Regions from separate parts of the Capra hircus genome. Here region 2 is linked to region 1. The links are chromatin contacts, called in public Hi-C maps. All regions are on one chromosome and are shown on one strand. Each heading gives the region's core, a stretch centred on a gene start, on an enhancer-like site or on the middle of the called end of the contact. The rest is flanking DNA. Distances are from core to core; before and after follow the strand shown. Region 1 holds the start of VPS45 (vacuolar protein sorting-associated protein 45). Region 2 overlaps PLEKHO1 (pleckstrin homology domain-containing family O member 1).

What was found. Hi-C and Micro-C count contacts between places; a contact is called where the count stands out from the background.
Region 2: a Hi-C map of blood shows a contact between it and region 1, with 2.5 times the contacts expected there. The contact joins the enhancer-like site here to the promoter of VPS45 in region 1. A contact is called at or near these places in 2 of 5 Hi-C or Micro-C datasets (both in blood).

What each region holds. Positions count from the first base shown.
Region 1 is chr3:99,606,583-99,609,618 of ARS1.2, reverse strand. It overlaps VPS45 (vacuolar protein sorting-associated protein 45), which reads right to left and starts at 1,453. Exons shown (of 15, transcript XM_005677696.3): 1 at 1,231-1,453; 2 at 470-604. The coding sequence starts at 1,323.
Region 2 is chr3:99,690,998-99,694,033 of ARS1.2, reverse strand. The region is part of intron 5 of PLEKHO1 (pleckstrin homology domain-containing family O member 1); the gene reads right to left. Among named protein-coding and RNA genes, the nearest start is that of PLEKHO1, 9.1 kb to the right of the region's middle. Within about 2 kb of position 1,498, at least 2 of the 5 cell types and tissues checked have an H3K27ac peak or open chromatin away from gene starts, as enhancers often do.

The sequences.
Region 1 (3,036 bases), core at 204-2,703:
AGCAGAGACAGGACACCGAGAAGGAATACCTAAGGGCAGACCAGGCCAGCTAGAGGGCTCTGAGGGCTACTAAATACGTCAGGGAAGTAAAATTAAGCCATTAAAGATTCCTGAACATCGATATGAATAAAATGATAAAGACTCAAAACACTGACATAAGTATGTAACATTAAATGGTAATGGTGTTCAGTGTGATAGGTGTGGAGTTTCATTCAGTTAAGGAGATGTGGGTCTCAGGGCAGTTAGCAGCATTGCAAGTAGCTGAGAACCTACAAAACATCTTGAAGGAAATCTAGCTGTGAGAAGTGACTGAGATATGGAAAGTGGGAAAGTCATGGTTATAACTGAGAAGCCAGTATAATTATGATGCCACAAACAATGATAACAGAAATTTATTTTGTCTTCATAACACTTCTGGATCATAGTGTGCTGTATTTGCCTAAGCAGATGGCAGCTGTTTATGTAGTACCTTGGTAGGGCGAAGAAAACAAATCGCTTTCAGATGTTTCATGATCTCTCGATTTTGAGAATCAATGCGTTCAAAAAGGTACACTTCCTTCTGGAGAATTTCTGATTGTGTGTATACCATACTCACTATGCCAGTCTGTAAAGAAAAAAATTAACTAATTTTATGCGAGTCCAGAATAATAAAAACAAGCAGCAATACCTAAGACTTAAAAAAATTTTTTTTTCATTAATACTACTTACTGGGATAACTTAAATACTAGCATATGTAATAACATTTACTGAGCATCTAAAATAGTAAGTAATGTACCAAAATGAAATGCTCTCTCTGAACACGGACAAACCATAAATTGACAAAAATTTTCACACCACCAAAGAGTTTTTTTTTTTAAATTTCGTGACTGATAAATAATAACCTGTCATCTCAGTGTGAGCTTTAATAGCTTTACTTTAAAAACACAACGCTGAGTGGAAACAACAGGGCAATCCCAAAGTCTTCCCAGTGGTCTGTCTTATACATCATTTCTTGGCACAGGCATTTAGAAAAAGATTTCTGATTTCAATCGTTTTGGGTACAAGAAGACTCTCTGGCAGTGGTTAGAATCATTCAGAGTGAAAACCATCTAGGCAAGCTTTATAAAGCCTTTCAGTTCCATACTAAACTTACAAATCTTTAATTAAATGCTAAACCCTACACTGGAATGGGACCAGCTATTGCAAGGGAGGAGGGTTCCCCCCCAAAACACTGAGCAAAAGCAAACTCACCGTCTCTTTATCCATGAGAAGTACTTTCATGCCAGGTCCGCTGTCCTCTATCATTTTGGAAATGTATTGCTTTACAGCAAAAACCACGTTCATGGTGGCGAACTGACAGGTTAGCCCTATAGCTCTTCCCACCCTCTGTTTTTCTTTCTAAATCAACCCCCGTTCTTTTGGCCGGGTCTCAGCAACTTCCTCCCCGGCCAGCTCTGGCTTCCGGAAGTCCGGGCAGCAGTGGTCTCGGGAGTTGTAGTTCCGCTACGCGGTCCGGGGAACCCAGCCTCCCGACTGGATGGACGAATTCAGCAGAGACACCCCGCCAATCCCGGACGTGATTCTGATCCACCTCCAGCCTCGATGCTCAGACCCCTCCCCGTCCTTAGCCTCGAGGCGTGGCCGCGGCTTGCCACCCCTCCTGCCGGCCTGGGGAGAAGGTGGCGCCTCGCTGTGTGGAGGAACTTGGTATACGGCTGGCTCGGATGCACGCACGGCAGAGCTTCGACGTGGTAGCTTTTTGCCATTAACGCTTTCTTGGGTGGTAGTGAAGGATGAAGGGAAGGGAGGAGGCCTTATGTTCCCCGCAGATTCACGGCACTTGGAGGGACAGCGTTTGGTAATATCTGCTAAACAGTGCCCTAGATTCGTCTTCCTCGGCTTCTTTGGGTCATTAACAAGGCGAGGACACTGCCCTGCAAAGTGAGGCCCGAAATGGTTTTCCGAAGACTGAGGGGCATCGGAACAACAAACACGTTTGTTGAACAAACGAACAAAAGGAACAGGATATTCTGGGAGAGGTCTCAGATCCCCTAGGAGAGCCTGGAGCTGTGGTCTGCCGCTGGATCTCGCAGGCTGTGCGTCCAACTGAGACAGAAACCTCCCAGTTTTGGGGGCCCTGGGTTTTTAGATTACGTGGGCTTCAACTCGCCCGGGACACCGGGGACCTGTGATGCTGAAACTGCGGGCAGGAGCAGTGAACAGGGTCAAAAATGGGTAGGGATCATATACTTGGTTGGGCTAATGCAGAGAAGCGCTGGGATTTTAAGGAAAAACTCAAAAATTTTATTTAAGAAATGACAAAAACTAAACAACAGAATGAATCTTAAAGCCATCAGCTTCCAAATGTCTGCCTTTGTATTTATACCCTACGCGTCTTCTCTCCATCATGCCGTTTTTCAAAAAGGAGGGTAAATAGTTTTCTGCACCTTTGCGTTGGGGAATTGTAAAATCAGGAACATAACAAGAAACAACTGCAAGAAATCAGTGACTGTAATTGCTTGTAAATATTTCTACCAAAAAAGTAACCAGTGTTTATTGGGCTCACAGTTTAATCAATACATTCAACATCACCAAATCATTCTTTCATTCTATTGTGTAAAGTGTAGAGTTAAAACTACACCGGGAGCACGCTAACATGAATCTGGCTATTAAGTTTATTTTATTAAGCTTTGTGTACAATTTTCAAATCCTTTACAGGAGATCAGAAACCGCTTGAAATACCATAGGTTTTTGTCACCTCTAAAGTTTCCTTCCTTTTCAGTTTTTCTACCGCATAAATAAAACTTCCCTTTTGGCATTCTTTTCTATTTTTGAGGTACATTTTGCAAGAAAAGTTATATTAAAGTGAAAATACGAATCTTTAAATGGATACAAATGAGAAGAATCTTAATATCTAAAAATTCTGTTTTTTAAAATTTATTTGAATTTTTAAATACAATAAATATTTTATTTAAAGTATAATACAATTTAAAATATAGAAAACAGCAAACTTGTAACTGAAGAAGTAACTGCAGATCTTGTAAGTTACCAATAGTT
Region 2 (3,036 bases), core at 249-2,748, 84 kb before region 1:
GATAAAGAAGCTAACAAGCAGTCTGCAGTTGAACCTCGACCAACCAAAGTTTGAACTGCACAGGTCCACTTACATGCAGCTATTTTTCAAATACTACAGCACAGCCTGTAGTTGCTTGAATCCTCAGATGCAGAGGAACCACGGGTATGGCTGTTTAAGTTAAAGGTAGATTAACCCTTGTATTTTTCAAGTGTCAACTGTACTTTAAAGTTTTTTTTTAACCCTTCGTTTGATTCAGGGGGCTATCTGTCCCTTCTTTCCAAAAATCATTCATATCTTGCCTTTATGACTCATCTCTTGACACTATCACTGTTATTAACTTGATCTTAGAAACTTCAGAGGAAAGAAGCAATCAAAAAGGCTCCCCACAGCCAAGGATGCAGGGGAGCCTGGCAACTCTACAGGTGGTTGGGAGGATGGTGGTGTGAGTGAAAAAGATGTTTTTCTAAAGCTGGGGCTTGATTAGTATTGGAAGTGAGGTTTGAGGAAGGAGAGGGAGAGGCTACAGGAAACCCGAGCTTGGCCGAAAGAGGAACCCGGGCACATATTTGGTTTTCCCCTCCATCCTATGCATCACAAGTCAGTTTCTTTCTTAGTTTGGTTTTCTGTCGGGTTGACTGTTCCTGCTTCTCCTGTGCTAGGCGCCCCTAGCCAAATCCAAACCCGTCCCCTCCGTCCAGGGTTGTATCTCTGAATTGAGAAGGGTGTGAGAGATGAAGGGAAGAAACACCTCATATTAAGAAAGCTGGGCAGCTTGATCTCAATCAGAGGCTGATAGGCATGAGAAGCCAGGGCCAGGGTCAGGGAGGATTTTAATTGCACAAATCTTCCTTGGGGCTGGGATAAACTTCACTTCTGTGTGCGTGGACAGGTGGCATGGCTCCCTCATCTCTAGAGTTGAGCAGCTGAAATTTCACCCTCAGATTGAAAACTTGGAATGGGACATGAGAGGCCCCCTCCCCCTCTAAATTTAGGAGCCCAAACACATGGTTGGGAGCAGCAGGTTATTCCTCACCACACCTCAGAGGGTGTGTGTGGGTCAAATGGTCAAACTGAGCCTTCATGACCCTCTCTTCATCCAGGTGAAAGCTTCTTAATATTGCTGTAGGGGTCACCTGCTCCTCACACCTGAGGCAGTTTAGGGCTCAGAGACAGACGGCGGGGAAGGAAGGAAAGGAGGTTGGGAAATAAGGGCGGTAGGAGGGTCAGGCAGCAGCAAGAGCAACGAATTCGATTCTGTTTTTGTTTTCTTTTTTGACTGAGGTAAATAAAAAAGCTTTTATCCTGCAACACTTGGAGATAAGAATCTGTCCACCCCCATGAGTTCCAGACTCTGGCACCGGCCTTCACATCAGGCTCTTCCGGTACTGACTGTGCTGGGTGGTCTGTCTGAGGTGGGAGTCGGGGGTCTGCAGGTCCATCTGTCTGTACAGGTCCCTCAGCTCCCTGACCTCCTGCAGCACCCTCTTCGCCTGGCTCCAATTCGACGATGCCTCTCCCAGCAGCCGCTCTGTCTCCAGCAACAGCTGCTCTGACTCAGAATCGGGAGGAGACCGAGGGGGCTCCTTGGCCTTTCGCTTCCCGTCTCCCAGTCCCTGAACCTCTGCCAGCAGCTCCTGAGTCTTCTCCAGTTTCCTGGCTACCAGGTCCTGGATTCGGGACAGCTGCCCCGGGGGGTGTGGGATGGGGGTTGGGGCGTCCTCGGACCGTCGTTGGAGGGTGTGGGCTGGCGCAGCGTCCCGCTGAGACAAGATCTCCTCCAGGGAGGCACAACGGCTTTTTTCTGTGGCGGTCAACTTCTTGGGTGCCTGTGGGGTGTAGGTGGCCCCCTTGTCTGGCTTTTCCCAAAGTCGGGGAAGGCCGCTTGCCCGGTCCGAGGAGGGCTGGATACGGTCTGAGTCTGCTCTCCGCCGGCTGCCTGCTAGCTGGGCCACAGACTTATCCAGGTCGACCCGGAAGCTCTCAGCACAGGAGGTTGGCTCCTCAGGGGAAGGGTCTTCCTCCTGGATCAGGTCCAAGGTCAGCATCCCATCTGAGGTAGAGGTTGAAGCCTGGGGAGGGAGAGGACGGGAAGGAAGTGGGTAGATTGTCATCCATGAGCATTTCAGGACTGACTGCCTGAAAGAGAAGCAAGCTGTGGTCATTTCACTCCTCAACGTGCCTTCCCTGAATGAGAAGCCTTTGATGGTGATTTAAACATAATTCTTTCATTTTTCTGTGATTTAAAGTAATTTCTCTTGTTGCCCATATTTTCCACTTGACCACGAGCTTCCCGAACAGTGTCTTCTCCTTCCGTGTTGTGGACTCGCAGCATCAACTGGGTCTGACACACATAGGATGCCTGGCATGGCAGGGCAACTTTTCTTTTCTTCTGTATCCTCTGAGCCACACACTTCAAACCCCTCTGCTATTTGGACCTCAGAACACCTTGCCTTTAAATAAAACTTGTTCTATTTCCAGAATACTGTAATTTTTTGCAGGGTAAAATACTGTAATTTTTTAAAAGATAAAAAAATACTTAAATTATTCAACACCTCACATGTATTGATACATATGTTATTTCAATCATTCCTCACAGTGGCCCTTCACCCGGGCACGATTATGGCCCCACTTTACAGCTGGAGGTGGGCAGCTTCAGCAAAGCTGATTCCAACCCAGCTTTGTCTGATTGCAAAGCCCTCACTCTTTCTACTATACCTGAGTGCCTCATTCCCTAGAGACTTTGAGCTCGGACAAGTGAAAGAAAATCCTTGTTCCTCTAAATGCCTGCAATACGTAATGCTCTTACCTATCAGGATAACTAGCCACCAGACATCAGCTTACATTGCCTCGTAGTATTCATCTTTTCTATTTCTCACATTCCTTGTGAGTGTATCTCATTTTCCTCAAAGGAAGCTAAATCTATTAAAGCATCCGTGTGTGCTAAGTCGCTTCAGTCACGTCTGACTCTTTGTGAATCCACAGACTGTAGCCCTTCAGGCTCCTCTGTCCCTGGGATTCTCCAGGCAAGAATTCTGGAGTGGGTTGCCATGCCCT